Linked DNA regions of Mus musculus: regions 1, 2, 3, 4 and 6 are each linked to region 5. Evidence: chromatin contacts called from public Hi-C, HiChIP or PLAC-seq and promoter capture Hi-C data. All regions are on one chromosome and are shown on one strand. Each heading gives the region's core, a stretch centred on a gene start, on an enhancer-like site or on the middle of the called end of the contact. The rest is flanking DNA. Distances are from core to core; before and after follow the strand shown.

Evidence for each region. Promoter capture Hi-C pulls out the DNA fragments that hold promoters and counts their contacts. A called contact is a pair of places that touch in the nucleus more often than the background predicts. HiChIP or PLAC-seq counts read pairs in DNA pulled down with a chosen protein or histone mark.
Region 1: a contact with region 5 is called in an H3K27ac HiChIP or PLAC-seq map of large pre-B cells, with 5 times the contacts expected there. The contact joins the enhancer-like site here to the promoter of Brat1 in region 5. A contact is called at or near these places in 4 of 39 promoter capture datasets (the 3T3-L1 cell line, the C10 cell line, cranial neural crest and 1 more) and 2 of 115 datasets of contacts at active chromatin or transcription factors (large pre-B cells and stem cell-derived neural progenitor cells).
Region 2: a contact with region 5 is called in a promoter capture Hi-C map of the 3T3-L1 cell line, with 4 times the contacts expected there. The contact joins the promoter of Ap4m1 here to the promoter of Brat1 in region 5. A contact is called at or near these places in 3 of 39 promoter capture datasets (the 3T3-L1 cell line, liver and pre-B cells) and 1 of 9 other capture datasets (liver).
Region 3: a contact with region 5 is called in an H3K27ac HiChIP or PLAC-seq map of large pre-B cells, with 6 times the contacts expected there. The contact joins the promoter of Rbak here to the promoter of Brat1 in region 5. A contact is called at or near these places in 1 of 39 promoter capture datasets (liver) and 1 of 115 datasets of contacts at active chromatin or transcription factors (large pre-B cells).
Region 4: a contact with region 5 is called in a Hi-C map of B cells, with 7 read pairs. The contact joins the promoter of Zcwpw1 here to the promoter of Brat1 in region 5. A contact is called at or near these places in 1 of 39 promoter capture datasets (liver), 2 of 484 Hi-C or Micro-C datasets (B cells and rod photoreceptor) and 1 of 9 other capture datasets (adipose tissue).
Region 6: a contact with region 5 is called in a Hi-C map of B cells, with 7 read pairs. The contact joins the promoter of E130309D02Rik here to the promoter of Brat1 in region 5. A contact is called at or near these places in 1 of 484 Hi-C or Micro-C datasets (B cells) and 1 of 115 datasets of contacts at active chromatin or transcription factors (astrocytes).

Annotation. Positions count from the first base shown.
Region 1 is chr5:142,745,860-142,748,928 of GRCm38.p6, forward strand. All of the region lies in intron 16 of Tnrc18 (trinucleotide repeat containing 18), which reads right to left. Among named protein-coding and RNA genes, the nearest start is that of Slc29a4, 45 kb to the left of the region's middle. Within about 2 kb of position 1,257, at least 7 of the 459 cell types and tissues checked have an H3K27ac peak or open chromatin away from gene starts, as enhancers often do.
Region 2 is chr5:138,170,137-138,173,309 of GRCm38.p6, forward strand. It overlaps Ap4m1 (adaptor-related protein complex AP-4, mu 1), which reads left to right and starts at 1,885. Exons shown (of 15, transcript NM_021392.4): 1 at 1,885-2,112; 2 at 2,213-2,301; 3 at 2,651-2,757; 4 at 2,836-2,932. The coding sequence starts at 2,055. Mcm7 (minichromosome maintenance complex component 7) reads right to left here and starts at 1,747. Exons shown (of 15, transcript NM_008568.3): 1 at 1,590-1,747; 2 at 181-260. The coding sequence starts at 1,620.
Region 3 is chr5:143,179,258-143,182,365 of GRCm38.p6, forward strand. Rbak (RB-associated KRAB zinc finger) reads right to left here and starts at 1,518. Exons shown (of 5, transcript NM_001045482.2): 1 at 1,292-1,518; 2 at 229-285. The coding sequence starts at 243. Spdye4b (speedy/RINGO cell cycle regulator family, member E4B) reads left to right here and starts at 1,760. Exons shown (of 8, transcript NM_001384193.1): 1 at 1,760-2,381. The coding sequence starts at 2,364.
Region 4 is chr5:137,785,865-137,789,326 of GRCm38.p6, forward strand. It overlaps Zcwpw1 (zinc finger, CW type with PWWP domain 1), which reads left to right and starts at 1,938. Exons shown (of 17, transcript NM_001005426.2): 1 at 1,938-2,081. Mepce (methylphosphate capping enzyme) reads right to left here and starts at 837. Exons shown (of 4, transcript NM_144913.3): 1 at 1-837. The coding sequence starts at 198.
Region 5 is chr5:140,703,136-140,706,446 of GRCm38.p6, forward strand. It overlaps Brat1 (BRCA1-associated ATM activator 1), which reads left to right and starts at 1,876. Exons shown (of 14, transcript NM_181066.3): 1 at 1,876-1,940; 2 at 2,818-2,961. The coding sequence starts at 2,835.
Region 6 is chr5:143,313,894-143,316,896 of GRCm38.p6, forward strand. It overlaps E130309D02Rik (RIKEN cDNA E130309D02 gene), which reads right to left and starts at 1,467. Exons shown (of 6, transcript NM_172726.4): 1 at 1,010-1,467; 2 at 285-506. The coding sequence starts at 1,201. Zdhhc4 (zinc finger, DHHC domain containing 4) reads right to left here. Exons shown (of 8, transcript NM_028379.5): 8 at 2,596-2,939. The coding sequence ends at 2,649.

The DNA of each region.
Region 1 (3,069 bases), core at 7-2,506, 2.0 Mb after region 5:
CTCGGGAGGCAGAGGCAGGCGGATTTCTGAGTTCGAGGCCAGCCTGGTCTACAAAGTGAGTTCCAGGACAGCCAGGGCTATACAGAGAAACTCTGTCTCAAAAAAACCAAAAAAAATAAAAAGAGCATGTACCACTCTTGTAGAGGACCCAAGTTCAGTTTCCAGGATCCACATGGGAGTCACCTGTAACTCCAGCTCCTGGCAACACCTCTGGCCACTGTGCACCACACACATGTGCATATACTCTCTCTCTCTCACATATGCAATTAAAAAGAATATTTAAGAACAAAAAGGGAAAAGTTTATTAGTTCCTCAAAAGGCTAAAGGAACTTTACAAATTGCCCAGCAATTTGAGTACAGGAGAATTAAAACGTTTCCTCTCACACACAAACCCAGCACACAGACAGTTGAAAGAGTAGCATTAGCTACAAAAGCCTAAAAATAGAAACAACTCAAATATGCATCCACTAGCAAGCAGATGTGTCTCAGAGCTGTACCACGGAGCTATATAAAAACATGGCGTCCTAGCAACCGTTACTATGATGAACTTCAAAATCAAAATGAAAGGTGCTACACACAGGGCTACGTACTACAGGGCCTACCTCATTCTACATACTGTCAGAAATAGGTAAATACAAGAAGAAGAAAGAAATGGTTGGCTAGAACTAGAGGATCTATTTATTTAATTGCTTGCAGGGAGAGAGGGAGGGAGGGAGGGAGGGAGGGAGGGAGGGAGGGATGAAGGGAGACAGGTAGATGCACAGTACATGTATGAAGATCTCTCCTTCCTTCATGCACCGTGAAATACATGTCCCTTATACACATCACCTACATGATCATAATACTTGTTTTTAGAAAACTGAAAAAAAAAAAAAAAACCAGAATAACTATGGAGTGTCAGATAAAAGTGGATTTTAGAACAAAATATAATCCCAGAGAAGAGAAAGGAATACTTCTCAACAGTGAAGATCAAGAACTAACAAAATAATCAAAAACTTGCGTGTGCTCAATAACAGAACTACAAATACATAAAGCAGAAACTGACAGAATTAAAAGGAGCGGTAGTGAACTGTGCAGGTTCCAGTTGCAGATCTTAACGCTTATCTCTAGTACAACGGAAAAGAGTAAGTGTGAACTGTAGAGAACCACGCGGGCGTGACTAAATGGTTAACAGAGTGTCAGTACACATTACGCGTTTACCTCCTAAGAAGTACCATAGAGTTTCAAATTAATTTCCTTTTTCATTGAAATTATTGAATGTACTTTCCAACTAGAATGGGAGCCAAGCAGAGATCTGCAAGAAGACCAAGCAACTACCCTCAGATGTCTGGAGAATAAATAACTTTCTGAGTCATCAATGGATCAAAGCAGAGATCACAAGAGAGATTCAGAATGGTCCCTGAATAATGAGAATCCGCACGCATCAAAACGTGGGAGATGAAACTGAGGCTGTGTCTTCAGAGAGGTTTGGATCTCTGAACAAACGCTTCTTTTGGAAAAGAATAAGGTCTCAAATCAGTGACCTAAGAGGCTACTCTGAAAAAACAGGAAGTGGCTACAAATGACTGACACGCCCAAAGAAAGCAAAGGAAGCAAGGATCAGCAATCAGTAAGTAAGGAAGCTTGTCCATCAATCAGGCCTGAGGACCTGGACTCAATCCCTGGAACCCACACGGTGGAGAGAACCGACTCCAGAAAGCTGTCTTCTGATCGTCACACAAGCACTACGTACTTCACACAAGTACATGTCCACACGCACACATGAATGCATGCATACAAATAAATAAATAAATGTGAATGAATGAATGAATGGGAGAGGGGAATTAATGAAACAGGTAAGTTCTAGCCAGGCTGATCAAGGGAGAGTATATCAGCAATAAGAGAAGAAAAATTACTACCAACCCTACAGACATTACAAGTATGGGGTGGGGGTGAGGGGACACTGGCTAGACAGACGGCTTAGTGGTTAAGAGCACTGGCTGATCTTCCAGAGGACCTAAATTTAATATCCAGCACCCGTATGGTGGCTCACACCATCTATACCTCCAGCTCCATGGAATCTGATGCTTTCTTCTGGCCTCCATGGGCACCAGGCACACAACTGGTGCACATACATGCACACACGTGGGCAAAAGACCCACCTACATAAAAGTGTAACAGGAGCTGTAGCGAGAGCTCATTCAGCAGCTAAGAGTGCTTGCTGCTCTTACAGAGGAGTCTGGTCCTCAAGTAATGTTGGCTTCCATGACGAGAAGCAGTCTAGTGATCTAGTAACAGTCCGTATGTTTGATACCTCACGCTGGATACCACTGAAGTAAATTTTGAGAAACTTGTGTCTCTGAAAGACATTAAGAGGTAAGTTGGCGAGGGAAACCTGTTACCATTTGCTGGTGATGATCATGACCTAAGAGATGGCAATAAGAGACTAAAATATCTTCTGCTATCTTCTGAGGCACCCCCAGAATCATGCATGTGTCCCGCTGTCTGGACTAGAGGATGTTCTACATAGAGCTGCCCCAGTGACAAGGTTTCCTTTCAAAGCTAGAAGTTGCTGCCGGAGAAATCTGGAAATAAAATTCCACAAAGTGAATGGGAGGAGAGGTGGCCTGCACTGGGTCTGGGTTGGAGGTTCACATACCAAGCATTAGATGACTTCATACATTATCTGTGAAAATGCCCAAAGCTCTCAGGTTGAAAAAGAGGACAAGTCTGGCTCAGGATACTCTGGTAGAACTTCCAGAAGGATTCGTACACAGAGAAAAATGGAGGAGGGGATTGAAGAAGCATGAACAAACCAACTAGGGGCCAGCAAGATGGAGCAACAGAAAAGGGGGTCTGCCACCAAGCCTGGTGACCTGAGTTCTATTCCCAGAACCTCTGACCTGGGCATGTCTTCTGTGGCATGTGTGCACCTGGAAACATACATGCAAAGTAAACCAAAGTAAAAATTTTTTAAATGCTTTAAGTAGTTCGTTTAAGTGGTGGTACACAGGATACTGCTTCTACATGCATCAAAGAATAAATACATGCTCATCTGTAGAGGGTGGTGCAGATGCCAGGGGCTCACTG
Region 2 (3,173 bases), core at 635-3,134, 2.5 Mb before region 5:
ACATAGGAATAAACACGACTAAAACATCTAAGAAAACCCTTAAGCTAAAAACAAAACAAAAACCCAACTTTGTATAAAAACAATCAGAATCAAGTCATTCACTGATAGCCAGACTTGAGATAACCTTATACAAGTTCTTAACACGCCACGCCACTCCCCAGAACCAATCCTGAGACTTACCAACTGGGTCCCATACTTGAACTGCTTCTTTCCAAGCTCATTCTCGTAATAAAACTCTTGGAGGAACTTCTTAACTTTTTCTACAAATATAAAATAAAAACCAAGTCTTTGCAGTGAGGTGTAAAGACCACTGCTGCCAAGGACTAGAGTTCAATCCCTAGGGCCCACCCACAGGTTGGAAGAGAACAGAGTCCTGCGGGTGTCCAGCACTATGATATGCCCGTGCGATCTCACACACACAATAATGTAACAAAATAATGTAAAAATAAATAAAATAAACAATCAACTTTCCTTTTAGATTCTTTATTTCAAACTCTTAACAGAAACCTAAGAAACCCACTTTCACTTAAGACGAAACCTATGAACTAGTTAGTTAAATGAACATTGAAAACAAATCGACCAAGTTCTCCCCAAAGTAGGCAGTGTTCCTTTTCACAAGTCCGTTTTTACACAGAGAAGAATATAGGTCTTCGGGCAGCTACAAGAGTCTTACCCAACCTTCCCAAGAGAATTCCACACTCTGTCTTAATTAGGAATCTCAGTTTCTTCAATTCTCTCAGCTCGCTCCCAATCGACTTAAGGTCCTCGGCTCTCGCTCTACCAGTACAACTCTTTTTCTTAGGCTCCCGCCAGGACGTCCGCCACTAGGCCTCCTCTGCACTCATGCCCGGCTCCCGCCACTGCTTCCGCTCTTAGTAAACAAAGAAGCACATGGGCCCAGATTCCAGCCGCCTCACAGCCCAGGATTCCTCCGCCCGAGACGGGTGGCCGAGCGGGGATTGGCCAGAACGCCAAAGGGCCATTCGGGTCCACCACACTGCCACCTTTCGCCACCGGGCGCTTAGCCTCCCAATTCTAGGCACGCCCCTACCTACTGCAGCTATCTCCGAGGCCACCGCGCGGAAGGACACTGTTTACACACGACAGTCCCAAGATCGGGTAGCGCCACTTCCGCCCGCCTCTACTTCCGCTTGGAGGGCGGCCGAAAACAACCAATCGCGGCGCGTAGCGGTCTGGCAAGCCCCGCCTCTGGACTTCGGCCAGTCTCCAGTGGACGCGGGAATTCGCTAGCGCCCCGAGCAGCAGAGGCTGGCCCAGTAACCTAGTCCCTTGGGTCACGTATTGAATGCATTGAACCAAGTCACCCGGTCTCTACCGAGCGCGCCCCTCCTTTGTGGACTCCACTGGGTTCTCTCCATAACACAAACACATCACCTTTTCCAAGGAGGATTGCTTCCTCCATCCTTGACGCCCACTGCTTATTGCAGGCGCAGTTCGCCTGTCCTCGGAGTCACAGATCCCGGCTCACTCCCCCTCCCCCGCCCGACCCCAAGACTCCAGCACCCCTCAACAGGTGCAGGTAGAAGTTTCCCTCCGAGGACGCCGCCCCCAGCCCTATAGATCTTCACCTTTTTCGATCGCGTAGTCCTTAAGCGCCATCGCTGCCGGGGACGGTGTGGCAGGACTTGAAGGGCTCAAAAATCTCTCTCTGGGGAAGCAGAAAACGAACGCGCGGCGGGACGTAGCCGGCCAACCGAAATTGGCGCGAAACGTCGTCACCCATGTGACCCGTGCGGCTGAGAACCCGCCAATCAGATAGGGGGTTCCCAACTGCTGCCAGCCCCTAACTTTAACCAATCAATGGACGAGTCTAGATTGAATGACAAGGGGCTTGAGGGCGGGCCGTTGAAAGATTGCCAGATCCTGGCGGGTTGGACACCCTGTTTCCCGCGGTTCGAAATTAATGCTCGCGAGTGTGTGTGTGGGAGGAGTGTTTCTTAAAGCGCCAGCCTCCGTGCGGCCTTTTGTTCCGCGTCCACAAGGCGGGGTGGGTTCAACTTTCACCGTGTTCTCGTCTATCCTCCAGAACCGCCATGATTTCCCAGTTCTTCATTCTGTCTTCCAAGGGGGATCCGCTCATCTATAAAGACTGTATCCTTTGACCCGGGAGACGGGGTAGGGTAGCTGGGTAGAAATCGAATCCAGATCAGTCTGTGTCGCCTGTTCCTTAACTATCTTTCCACCTGGCTAGTCCGCGGGGACAGTGGTGGTCGTGATGTGGCAGAGCTCTTCTACCGGAAGCTGACGGGACTGCCTGGAGGCGAGTCCCCGGTTGTCATGGTAACTACTGTGGTTGGTGTGCAGGGCCTTAGAACTGTGGAGGTGGGTGAGTGCCTCCTCCCTGTCAAGGGCAGCTTGGTAGGAAGCTTGGGGGCGGGGGTGTGTGTGTGGGGAGGATTTGTTTATAAATGTTTTGAGTACTAACAAGAAGCCAGTTACAGAGCCATGCACCCTATTTTTTGACTATCAACAACTTTGAGAGGTAGATACTACCTTTCCACGTTAGGCGGCCAGGTCTTAGATCTGGGGCATCGCCCATCACTAGTAGACCTCAGGGTGCCATCTTGCAGGTTTCCTTACTACAATTCTGGTCTTTTCTTAATGGCCTCTGTCCTCAACTCTGCCTCAGTATCACGGTGATCGTCATTTTATTCACATCAGACACAGTGGGCTCTATTTGGTGGCCACAACCTTAGAAAACGTCTCTCCTTTCAGCCTTCTGGAGCTGCTTTCCCGGTGAGTAGAGTTGGGACAGGCACTTAAGAAGGAGGGCGTGTGAGGTTTATTCACACATAATTTGCTGTGTTTCCTTAGGCTAGCCACTCTCTTGGGTGACTACTGTGGCTCACTCAATGAGGGAACCATCTCACGCAATGTGGCGCTTGTCTACGAACTCCTGGATGAAGTGCTGGTAAAGCCCAAAAACTTTGGTCTTTTTAAGTTTATTTATTCACGTGTGTGTGTGTGTGTGTGTGTGTATTTGCCCACATCACTGCACATGTGTGGAGATCAGGTATCTTCTACTTGTTGTAGAATCTGCTAAATCCAATATAGATCCACCATAACTCAAGCACTAGGTCAATGCAGATGACAAAAAGGTATTGTAATCAAGCCAGTACTGATCAGTCAGGGCTGTAGAACAGACTCCTGAA
Region 3 (3,108 bases), core at 268-2,767, 2.5 Mb after region 5:
ATATTACAATCACCTTTATTCACTCCTTTCTCCACGACCATCCTACTTACTTATTAATTATTCTATGTATGGATGCTCTGCTGCATGTACACCTGCATGCCAGAAGAGGGCGTCAGATCCCTTTAGAGACCACTCCACTACCATTCAAGAACAGACCTTTGAGTAAGTCTTCCAAAATACATTACAAAGGAGTCAGAAAAAAAAAAATTACAAACGGGAAAAACTTACCTTTGATCTGCTCATGTTCTGCTCCTCTTGGGGGAACTGTAGACACTGCTGACTGACCTGCTGGAGGAAAAGCTCGCTGAAATCGGAGATTAACTGGTCTACACAGGGACATGTCTCTCGCCTGGGAACCACCAAGTGAAATCGCAGCTTATACACACTGCAGAGGTGATAGGAAGGAAATCACAAACCTAACTCCAACAGGTGGAATGGGGGGTGGGAGGCGAGGGGGGGCGGGTACAGTTCTATGATGAACACTACGCTGCCTTCTTTTTATCCACGGGCATTTGGTGTAAAGGTGGGGGAAACAAGGGTACTTATTTTATTTCCTATTCAAACTGTTGCAAAATATGTCACAGTGAATGAGGATTCTGGGCACTATATATATATATATCTGGGATCCATGTTCCATGAGGTGACATACATGCAATCCCAACTCTCTGGAGGCGGAGACGGGAGGATCACCCACTACCAGAACAATATGTGCCACAAGGAATCCACGCCTCAAAAAAACTAAAACACAAAAAGGAAAAATGGTCCAGATGGATAGACGTCCGACAAACAGGGATAAAGCGTGGTTTGTTTTCAAACTATCCAACTAAACTTGGTTACTGCTGCATATCTTAAAAAGGGACTAAGGGAAGAAACTAGAAAACAATGGCACTCATTTCAACACAACCTTGATTAAGTCTCACACCTGTCGCAGACTCAGTCTTCCTTCACGAGCAGAAAGAAGTAAAAGCAGATTTTGAGCACTAGACCATTACGATGCCTCAAGGGCAGACTCGGGGGGGGGGGGGACCACAGACAGAGCAAGAGAGCTGATGGACGCTGAGTGACACCGTGGGAATCTGGAGCCCTTGAGTTCTTCAGTGCCTGCACTCTGTCCTCGGGACTGACCGTGCAGCCCAAAGCGATGCAGCTGTCCCGCTGTCAGCCCGACCACCTCGACCCTCCCAGGCGCCGCAAGCTGGGGACAGCGGGGTGCCCGGGTGAACTGACTGGGCACCATCTGTGCCCAGCATCCCTCCCGCAGCCCCGATCGCTCTGCGCCCTCGGGCCTCACCGAGCAGGCGTCTCCGCTGCCCCTGTCAGCCTCCGCGCCGAGCTCTCGCTAGGCCTCCCTAGCCCGCACAGCCGAGTCTGTTCGCTGCCGCCCCGGAAGCTCCGGCCTCGGCCCTGCAGGCTCGGCAACTCCAGCTTAGCGAACGCAAAGGCTGCGGGAGGGAAGGTAGCCTCGACACACCAGACCTGCAGGAAGTCACCACGGCGCAGTGGCCCAGCGCAAGCGCGGGCACGCGCACAGGCCGCGACGCGCATGTGCAGCATCTTCCCGGAAGTCCGAGTTCCAAGGCTCTCCTTTCTCCCCAAGAATTGCACAGAAACTCTGTGTCCCAGACGCCTTCGCGCGCCACTGCATCTAGGGATCCTCGCGCAAGAACTTACCTCCTCCCAGCAGTTTGGGGGAGGTGCTCTGAGAGCAATGGCTGCCTCCAGCCATGCTCTTACCTTCTTGTTTGTCCTCACTCCCTTTGAGCCTGGAGAAACGGCCTGCTGCGTGAAGTCCCAAGTCTTGTCCCTGGCTCAGGACTCCTAAAATAAGAGGAAGATTGTGTTAGAAGGAAAGAAAACTGAGTGTCATTCTCGATTAACCAAACTTCCTTGAAGTACTAGGTACAAGAAATAACCAGCTGTGCTTTACAAAGAAGGAGGCACAAACACTAATGGTGGGTTTCTAGAACATACGTCTAATGCCCAGAAACTCTAAAAAACAGAACCAGAAAGAGAACACAGAAAGAAGAAAACACCTACCTGCAATGTGATCTCTGAAAGGTGATATTTAGGGCCGGGCGACAATGACAGTTTTCAACGATGGTTACATTATGATGAACGGCTCCTCGATTTCTTATTGAATTAATGCAACGACGTTCTTGGCCTAGTTCTTCATAAAGACGTTGGCGTCAAAATTAATAACAAAGCCTGTCAATAGAAAAAGTTCTCTGCGCCGATGCAGAGAGTAACGTTTTCATCCCAGAAGCACCAAGCGCCTTGGAGCGCCAACCCTAGGTAATAAACTGCTGAGCAACCAGCAGGAGACAGAAGCATCACGAATCCCTCTCAGATGCTGCAGGGCACACATGGTCTCAGGAGAAAGGGTGAGCCCTCCTCCTCGGAAGGCCTGCACTGCCATGGGGCACCTTCTCCCAGGTTCTCACCTCACCTGGTCACTGAGGTGCCCACCTGAGCTGGCTCCTATCTCTTAAACCAAAAGCTTCCCTTCCCCGTGGCAAGCAGGGGTTACGTCTCTGAATGAGGGGCCTGGGCTAAACTCCCCAGGTGACAGGGAGATAGGAACACTCTTTTCTCCAGGTTTACATTGCACAGATGGGACTCAGGCCTTTCAGAAAAGGAATTCCTTGCTTGCAGTGAGGACATTCAAGCTCATATAATTTTTGTATTGAGAGAAGATTTCGGTTTGTACACACATACGGAACAAGGGTTGCCAGTCAACAGACTGAGATCCTTCTGCTCTGCACAGATAGGAGAAGCTCAACCTGTGTGGGCCATCCTAGGTCTACTGGCTGGACCAGCAGGCCTACAGGCTTTCAGCTCCAAGTCCTGACCTAGGGCTCTATTGCCTCAGGCTTTAGAAACTAGACACTTAACGTCCTAGCCTTTCACCCACCAGTGACCCTGGCACCCGGCAGTTGTTGTAATATGTGGCCTCCAGCAGAAGCAGCAGGCAGCAAGTGTCCCTGCTAGTGATAATGATCCTAGATGGACATCAGGTATAGTGAGTGACCTCTCAACTACTACAGACAGGACTGGAACAGCTCTTGAGTCCAAGGTAGATTCATAAGTTCCCCAGGTGACAGGGTTGTT
Region 4 (3,462 bases), core at 688-3,187, 2.9 Mb before region 5:
GCCCCCTCCGCTGGCTGCGGCCCCGGCCGAGTGCGCGCGAGGGCCCGGCCCGTGTTCTGTCCCATCACGGAGCTCCCCGGAGGCAGCCTCTTGGTGCGATTGCACCTCGGGGCCGCCCCCTCCGCCCGACTCATCTTTGAGCGGCGGCGGCGGGGCCGGCACCAGAAAGGGCTCCTTCTCCGCCGCCATCTCGATCATCTCCTCTCCCTGTTTAATTTCCCCTTCTCAAGCGAGGGTACTGAGAAGAGAGCAAGGGGAAGCCCCCTGTAACCCTTCCTAAGACCACCTCACTCCCTCCTTCCCCGAGTGCGCGCGCAGCTCTGCCTCGCGCCTCCACCTCCCTCCCGCGACACACCAAGCGCGCTCCACTCGCCCGCGAGACCAAAACAAGATGCCCGCGAGACCCGGACAAGCCGAGGAACCAACTGCGCGTGCGCCGACTCCCTTTTCTCCGCCACTACCACTCTGCCGCGAGCGCGCACGACGGGCGCGCGTCCCGCTCGCCCAGGACCCACGCATGCGCGCTCCGCCACCACCCAGGCTGCGCGCGCATCGGGAGTGCGAACCAACTTAACGGCTCCGAGAGTTTAAATACAGCCCCCCTCCCTAATTACCTCACCCTCCCCCAGCCCGAGACGCCCACCGCCCCACACGGACACCCGACTTCCCTTCGCTGCTAAGTCCAAGCCCTACTGATATCCTTTGTCTCTGCCGTGCGATCCCACCCACCGTAGGCGGGGAACGGGAGCTGGTGTGAAAAGGTCTCCTTGACACCCGACCCTTGTTCCTGAGGAATGAGGCTCCGCCGTCTCCGCCCGGCTCTAAACCCAACAACCTCCCTGCCCCGCCTCCTTCCTCCCCCATCCCCGCCCCTCCTGGAGAGCGCCTGCGCACAGTCCTTTTGGACTTGCGCGGGTTGAAGGGGCAACACGTGCTGGAGATGATGTTCCGCCCCCTCCGCTCTAGGGGCGGGGAGTGTGACGTCGTTTCCTTAGGTTCATTACACGCAGCGTGCGTCAGCACGTTTCCAAGGGGCGTGCATTCCCAGCGAAAGAGGCGGGCTCATGAATTATTCATGAGCGATCGCTGGTCTTTTCCCCACCCCTTCCCCCCGCCCCCAGCCTATCTCATTAGAATTAGGACTTAGGAGAACCTGAGGAGAGGATGATAAAGTAGGCTAAGGAATCGAGACCATTGTCTCAAGAACTGTTATCAATAAAATGCAATATATTATTTAATATATTTTCTGAATTGAAAACAAACAAGTACTAAAACATCGAGATTGTCCAAACTCCTCTTCCCCTGAAATGGCCCAGTTGTTCAAGCGGCCCTCCTCCTTCCACCAGGGACAAACATCTAGAGAACTACGCCTTCCTCTCCTCCCTACACCTACGTCAGGCCTCGGACGCCGCTGCCATAGTGCAGCGCCTGCGTATCGGTCCCTCAGCGCCACCCGCTAGCGTTGCGGATTTTACAGCATTATCCCTGCAGCTAGACACACCGCGAATGTGGGCGGGAAAGGGTATCGACCTGTTTGGGCTCCTGTTTCGGCCAATGGGAAGCACTGATTCTATGCAGAATCCTCAGACTGATGGCTGGCGGAGTTTCCCAGTCCACAGACTATTTGTCAGGAAAGAGCACTGTAGAGGCAAGGGGGGAGCTCAAGATGGTTTCAAAATTTAAGAGGGTGACGACAACTAAAAGGTAGGGAGTGATAGCACGAAAACAGGAAAGAGAAAGCGATTTGAGGCAGAGATAAGAATGAAGTGCCTAGGGCGCTTCGCAGGATATTATGGGGGGGGGGGCGCGGAACTAAAGATGTCAGCGAGGATTATGGAACTTGTAGTTTCACTAGGCTTTCGTTCTTAAGATGGCGGGCTACTCCGGCTGCGCAGACGCAGAAGCAACTTCCAACTGCGCACGCGCAGCACCTGAGCGCACGCCGCTTGGGGGCGGAATTTGTCCGTGTCCTCGCGCCTTCTCCTGGTGGCGGGAAAAGTTGCTCGAGGTGGAAGGGATGTGCGGAATGGCTGCGACAGCGTTAGCTGCGCTTCACCTTTAGGTCCTCGTCGCCCCAGAAGGTAGTTGTCTTTTATGCGACTGCAGAGGAAAGTGTTAGTTGTGGTGACTCTCGGTACCTGTTGGCTGAGGAGAAATTTTCTCTTCGGAGCCACAGCGGACCTTAGCCCCTGCTCTTCAGAATCGCTAATCTTCAGAACAACAACAACAAAAAATAACCCAGTATTGCGGAGGGAAATGAGGCGTTGTGGGACAGCGAGGCTGAGCGGGAGCAAAGGGGAAGAGGCTTCCATGGTGGCGTTCTTGGTCCGGGAGAGTAGCGAAGCGTTACTTGACGCTCTGAGGGGAGGCGAGGGTTGTTTGCCTGGGTGAGATCTCTGCTTTTAATGGCCGTCGCGGAGAGAATTGGTAAAGAGAGAGGAAAAGTAGAAGACCACTCAAAGGCCTCCCCTCCGCTGTGGGGTTCAGTATACATGGCCCCGCATCTTGCTATCTGTAAGCAGAAAGGACGCGCGCCCGCCCTGCGAAGGCCTAGGGCACAAGGTCCTCGAAGCAAGAGCATCCCCGAGGGCAGCCTGAGGTCGGGACACGGGGGTTGGGGGGAGCGGGAGCGATCCAGAGATTGCGGTCAAGGATAGAAATGACTTTTTTTTTTTTTTTTTCCGAGACAGGGTTTCTCTGTGTAGCCCTGGCTGTCCTGGAACTCACTTTGTAGACCAGGCTGGCCTCGAACTCAGAAATCTGCCTCCCGAGTGCGTGCGCCACCACGCCCGGCTTAGAAATGACATTTAATGTCACGAAAGAAACTGTTTTGCTCACAGGTGACCACACATCTTCGGGGTTTCTTCCACCACCTCCCCCAACCCCCACCCCACCGCGCCCCGAGCCAATACACTTTACTGTGAATTTTATTTGTAATGTTCTGTGGGAAGTCTCGTTTGGGTAGTTCCTTCTGAGAGTAAATCTGGTGAGGGTAGGTAGAACATCTTTCTTTCTTTGATTCTTTCTTTATTTCTTTCCTTGTTTTCCTTGTTAAACGTTTAAAAGGTCTGCAGAACACAGATGCGTGCTCACAAAGTGAACTTAAAAACAGGTAAAACATGAGAATAGGCAGGAGTTCATAGGCTATTAGGCAATGTCAAAAAGCCATCAATTCCGTATTAAAGGGAATGAAATTTTCATTTATTCTATCATTATCATCATCATCATCATTTTTTTATGTGTGAATGCTCAGTCTGCATGTACACCTGCAGGCCAGAAGAGAGCATCAGATCCCTTTATAGATAGTTGTGAGCCATCATGTGGTTACAGGCACCCCTGGAAGCCAGTGCTCTTAATTCTTGAACCATCTCACCAGCTCCTCAGTCAGTCCCCCTCCCCTCTGCCTACACAGTGCTGCCATGCACCACCACTGCCAGGGCCCAGGACAGGAAATTTTTAAGT
Region 5 (3,311 bases), core at 626-3,125:
TGGATTCTGGCGACTCCTGTTCTTAGGCTTGCAAAGGGACTATTCCCCAGCACACATTCATTTTTTTGAGTAAACAGCTCTCTGCAACTGGGTGGCTTTGCAACATTAAGCTTAATACAAGGATTCTCCTGGGAGGTTTTTTTTTTCTTGCTTGTCTAAGGACCCATGATTTGCCAAAGAATAACAGCCCAGACTCAGTATGTAAACGCAGAGTAGTTTTTTGGTTTTGTTTTTTTTAAGATTTTATTTATTAGCCTGGCAGTGGTGGAACATGCCTTTAATCCTAACACTTGGGAGGCAGAGGCAGAGGCAGAGGCAGGCAGATTTCTGAGTTTGAGGCTAGCCTGGTCTATAGAGTTCCAGGACAGTCAGAGCTACACAGTGAAACCCTGTTTATTTATTTAATGTGTATGACTACACAGTAGCTGTCTTCAGATACACCAGAATCCGTTACAGATGGCTGTGAGCCACCATGTGGTTGCTGGGAATTGAACTCAGGACTTCTAGGAAGAGCAGTCAGTGCTCTCAACAGCTGAGCCATCTCTCCAGCCTGCAGTGATATTTTCTGCAGAAGCCCAACATGCTGGGGTCTCCCATTACCAAGATAGAGACAACCAAGCTCACAGGTCTGATTTCCAGGGCAGATGAGCATTATCTTACTCTATCTCTAGGCATTCGGGAACCATGCCCTAAAAGAGATTGTGTGTGTGTGTGTGTGTGTGTATGTGTGTGTGTGAGACCTCGGGGCTGGGAACCAAACTCTGTTCCTCTGGAAGAGTAAAAGGTATTCTTTACCACTGACCCATCTCTCTAGTTCCCGATGGCCTACTTTTAATCTTTATTAGAAGAGCAGGCTGAAGTTGTGAAGAGTTGGTAACAATGGATGGCAGACAGAAGGCAAGCGGGGATAGAGGACTGGGGCTGTGAAGAGCTACAGAAATACAGGCTTTGGTGACTGGAGGGTCCTGACACTCTAGACCCCGGAGTTTAGCGCTACCCGCTGTGGGAACCGAGGGTTTCAGCACCGGCTGTGCTGACTCACCTGCTGCTGCCCACACCTAACGCTAAAGCTGAAAGCAAGGGCTAGAAGACCCAGTAAAATTCGGAGACCTTAAAAGCCTAGACACAAGGCGGGTGTGGTGGTGCACGCCTTTAATCCCAGCACTCCGGAGGCAGAGGCAGGCGGATTTCTGAGTTCGAGGCCAGCCTGGTCTACAAAGTGAGTTCCAGGACAGCCAGGGCTGTACAGAGAAACCCTGTCTCGAAAAACCAAAGGAAAAAAAAAAAAGCCTAGACACGTGGCCTGAGGCCAGCGAGGCCTTGCCTCCCAGCGGAAAGCCACGCCCACACCGAGCCCGCCTGGGGACGCTCCGCCCACTGCCTGCGTGGGCACGTACCATAGAACGCCCTGGCGGGGACGTGATAATTCCGAGAGATTGATACAGTGTGAAAATGCCAAACTGCACACAGCTGGAGCGCGTTTACAGGGTTTGAACCTTAGGGGTGATCGGAACGGCAGGGTCATCACTGGTCTCCAAGCGCGTCAACCCCGCTCTTTACACCCCTCCCCATGTCCGTCACGTGGTACAGACTTAGGGCGGGGCCTGTGGAGACGGAAACCCGAGCAACACTGAGGGGCGGAGCCTATAGCAACGTGGAGAGGAACTTCCGTCAGGGGCGGTGTCTGAGGGGTGGGGCCTCGTTGAAGGCGGAGTGAGACTTGAAGCTGGCGAGGTGGAGCCAATTCCCGCGGCGGGGCGGGGCCTGTGCTGTTGGGCCAGGCTCGCGTTGCGTGAAGCGAACTCTGAGATGGGGCAGGACCTGGGGAGGGCGGGGCCTCGGCCAGCGTAAAGCGGAATTTGCGGAGGGGAAGGCGGGGCCTGCCTTAGACACCGGAACCTCAGCGGGCGAGGCGCACGCAGGCCGGGGTGGAGATCCTGGTAAGGCGGAGTTCGAGCTTCGGCCAGGCAGTCTAATGGTGCATTTTGCACTCTCGGGCCTAATTCCCGTAGCGGAGGGATGCGGGGGCGGGATTAGAACCCCTAGGCTAACTCGCAGTCGCCGAGAGCGCACCTCTTACCCGGATTTGGGAGGTACGGACGATGCATGTCAGGGTCCAGACAGCACAAAAATCATTGCCCTCCAAGATGCATATTTCTGTCTTGAAGAGACACTTAGTTGGAGGCCGCGGGGTTGTCACTTGCAGCCTCTATCGACTTGGGCTGTGACACCCACCTTCCTGCGCACTCCTCCGTGGCTTGGAGGATTGTCTCATCCAGGTTTCTCTTGACCGTTGGGAACGGATTTAGGGATCAGGTGCCTGGGTGAACAGTCTCCTGCGCACCTGGCTGATCCCCTGACTGTTCTCGCAGCTAGGTTAATAGACAGCTACACCCCCACCCCATAACACCAAACCCCCAAGTTAACAGGCTTTGACAGCAAAGGCCTTGTGGCTCTGACTAACCTGTCCTCACCCACAGAGCAGCTTCTAGGGCTCAATCCTCTTGTCCAGGTTCCCCTGGACTGAGCTTAGCATCTTTGTGGACTTAAGAGTTCTGGTCCACAGGGCAGTGGTGGCTTGCCTTTAATCCCAGCACTTGGGAGGCAGAGGCAGGCGGATTCCTGAGTTCGAGGCCAGCCTGGTCTACAGAGTGAGTTCCAGGACAGCCAAGGCTACACAAAGAAACTCTGTCTCAGGAAAAAAAAAAAAAGAGTTCTGGTCCACGTGAAGTTGTCTGGGCCCATCCCCCAGTTAGGCTGCCTGTAACTAGGGTAGTTGGTATCAAATCTGTGGCTGACCTCTCCCTTCCTCTGTAGGAACTGCCTGCCTGATCATGGACCCAGAATGCTCCAGGCTCCTCCCGGCTCTCTGTGCTGTTTTGGCAGATCCCAGACAGCTGGTGGCAGATGACACCTGCTTGGAGAAACTGCTGGACTGGTTTAAAACAGTGACAGAGGCAGGTGAGGACACGGCTTAGAGAATTGTCCATCCACGTGGTGTCTTTACTTCATTTCCTTGAGGCCCTGTGGCTGTGGCTGATCAGGGAGAGGGGAGATGGAGTACTAGGGACTGACCTGAACTGTGGAGTCATGTAGTGACAGTCCCATTGGCTCCGACCACAGTTCACATTAGGAGTTTGCAGAGCACGCACCTACCTTGTTTTGCTGTCTTCTATGTATCTGGCTTGTCTTGAAGAAGTCAGATCTCTGGGTGGGTGTGGTGGGACCTGTCATCTAAAAGCCAAGACAAGAGGACATTAACAACGCTAAATTTGGGTTCAAGGCCAGCCAGAGTTACATCCTTTCTGTGT
Region 6 (3,003 bases), core at 217-2,716, 2.6 Mb after region 5:
CCAGAGCCAGACACGTGGACCCTATAATCCTCAAGAGACTCAGGTAGAAGGGTCATGAGGGTTGAATTCAGCTTGGGCTACATACCAAATTCTTTTTTCAAAAAAAAAAAGTCAATCAAAGAAACAAAAAAAATGTTTGCTCCATAAAAAAAACGGGACTGGGTGTAGCACCCAGGCAGGGATGATCGATGACATCACGCACGTGTAAAAGACCTCTACGAACATCCAAACTCTTGTTATCCTGTCTACGGAGACTGTGGGAGACGCTATTTCGAGAGCAGTACCTGGAGCCAGGAGGCCGCACATTCCAACACGGGGATCCGACACACGGCCACGGCCATGGAGACCAGCTTTCCCAACAAGCTCATTCGGCTGTCGTCGGCTTTGTTCCCTTGGGGGCTGAAAAGGGAGGAGAAAATGATCTGCCGCACAGAGTCCTTGCTTTGCTCCTGGAAGTAACTGCACATGATTTCAAGAAGCTGGAGCTCCTGGAGGGAATTCAGTCTCTGTAAAAACAAACCCGGAAGAGAAGCTGTGAGAAGAGGGCCTCCACCTGCCCCTTAGCTCCCACCCTAAGAGATTAGGGAAGTGGATGCTTAGAATCCCAGCGCACACGAGGCTGAGTCTAGCCGATAATGAGTTTCAGGCTGGCCCGAGATACATGGTACACAGAAAGACAGTGTTTGAAAAAGGAAAACAGATCTATTCTTTTTCCCAGGGTGTATTTTTTTCACCCTTCAGAAGCCTAAGCCCGGGGGGGCTTAACTCTATGAATAAGCAAAGGAAAAAACCCTGCATCTAGTTAAGCGACATCCCAGAGGGATGTTAAGTAGCCAGTTCACAAAGCCACCACCCCGGATCATTCATTGGTGGGCGACTGTCACACGCCTGCGAAACGGGCACGCGGCTGAGCAACGCCGCTGGACTGCAAGGCCGGGGGAGCGGAAAGAGGAGCGAGACCTCGGGGCGAGCTCCTGTCACCGAGCGAGGGCACGGCCGGGGCGGGCACCTTGGGCTGCGCGCCGCGCTCCTTGGGCACTTGGAACACGAACTCCTCCAGCAGCTCCACGGAGCCCTTGTCCACGATGGGCAACGGCGCGCTCTGCAGCTGGCTGCTGAAGTAGATGTCCAGGTGGTACAGCACCTCCTTGGCGGCGCTCAGCGCGTCGCGCCGCAGCAGCGAGTGGCGGATGTCGCTCATGGTGCGGCCGCCCTGTCCCCGCCGCGAGTCCTACTTCCGCCCGGAGACAAAGAGGCGCGACCGGCCTGGGCCCCGACGCGGGCAGGGTCGCGGCGCCCGCCCGCCTCTAACAGGCGCCAACCCGCTCAGGGGACCATCGTCGCCGCTGCCGCCGCCGCCACGGGCCAGCGAGTATCCTGGGGTCCGACTGCGGCGCCGCCCAGAGCCGCGGGAGCCGACGCCGCTCGGCCGAACCGGCGGCTGAATGGCGACGGCGGCCCGCAGGGGCCAAGCTCGGGCTGCGGCCGCGCGCTCTCGTGGGCGCCCCCTGGCGGTGAAGCCCGCACGGGCAAGCACGAGGCCCCGCCCCGCCGTCTTCGCAAGAGTTTCTCCGGCTTCAGAGGTGTTTGATTATCAGACACTCGGAGGTGTTCTGAGCCGGCACCACGCACCCAAGCCTTCTCATGCTCCCCTCCAACCAGGACGTGCTCTGATCGCCCCCGGGAGTGGGGCGACTACTAGGACAAATGATGCTTGTAAGCACCCCCACGCCCTGATCCTTCTGTTCCAGGGTCAGTGTTTCCAAATTCTCTCCTGACTCCTGGACCCTCTTAACTGCTATGCTCTAGCCCAGCCCAGGAGGACTATGGGAATCTTAGTACAAGGTTTAGCCCACGTGCTCCCTGTTCCTGAAAACCCTCCCACCCTACAACACTCCCACTCCCCAGCTCAAGATTTCTATACAATCTATGGGCGATGGTTTATTTACAATTTATACTAAACTAGCTGTTAATGAAGACTGGAGATTTTTTTTTTTCTTTTGGTTTTTCGAGTCAGGGGTACTCAGTGTAACCCTGGCTGTCCTGTAACTCACTGTGTAGACCAGGCTGGTCTCAAACTCAGAGATCCACGTTCCTCTGCCTCCTGAGTACTGTGATCAAAGGTGTGCACCACCACCGCCCATCGGGGAGTAGAGATTTTAAACAGAATGGAAAAGTCTTGCGTGTGGCTCACAAATACAATGACTAAGAGGCCTATGGCTGAGAGGATTTAGTTAAGATGATAAAGGGCCCCTGCCTGGGAAAGAACAGACCAGGGAGAGAGTGCAGCTGGGCACAGCCCAGAGACTCTCTTGTACATCAGGGAACAGACTTTATGGTCCTAGTTCAGGCGCCCAAGGGTGCAGTGAAAGAGGCAAAGGCCTCCTTGTCACCCAGAGCCTTGGACATCTCTTGACCCTTCTCACACTAGGACCTCAGAAGTTACTGGATCTAGCAGAATATAGGCAGGAGGGAAATCTGCCCTGGGAGACACGAGAACTCAGCAAGCCTAGCTTCCCATCTCTTTTTCCCCACTAAAGCCCACTCACGCCCACACAGCAGAAACCAACACAGACAATGATGAGAAAACAAATATCCATGTGTACAAATAGGTGTGCACTGTATTTAAAAGGCAGGGCACTTCCGCTCTATTTCTCCTTTTTCTTGTAACTGGGGGTAGCAGGTAGAAAGATCTCTCGAAGGTTGCTCCTAAACCCGTGGGAGTGAATGTTCTGGTGGATCCGGGGCTCAGCTGATGGGGACCAAGCCACCAGAGGCCAGCGCTGGCACCAGGCCCAGTCGCCTTTATACCATTCATTTGTGGTCTGGTTGGTGGCAGCCAGGTACAGAGCAAAGCACAAGTAGCCAGCCAGGAGCATGCTCAAAACGATGACAAAGCCCAGTAGGAAGACAATCCTTGGAAATGCCAGGAACAGATGCTGTGGGCAGAAAACCAGAGTGTTAGCAAATAGCCTTCAATGCCTGAGCACCAGCCCTGACCCT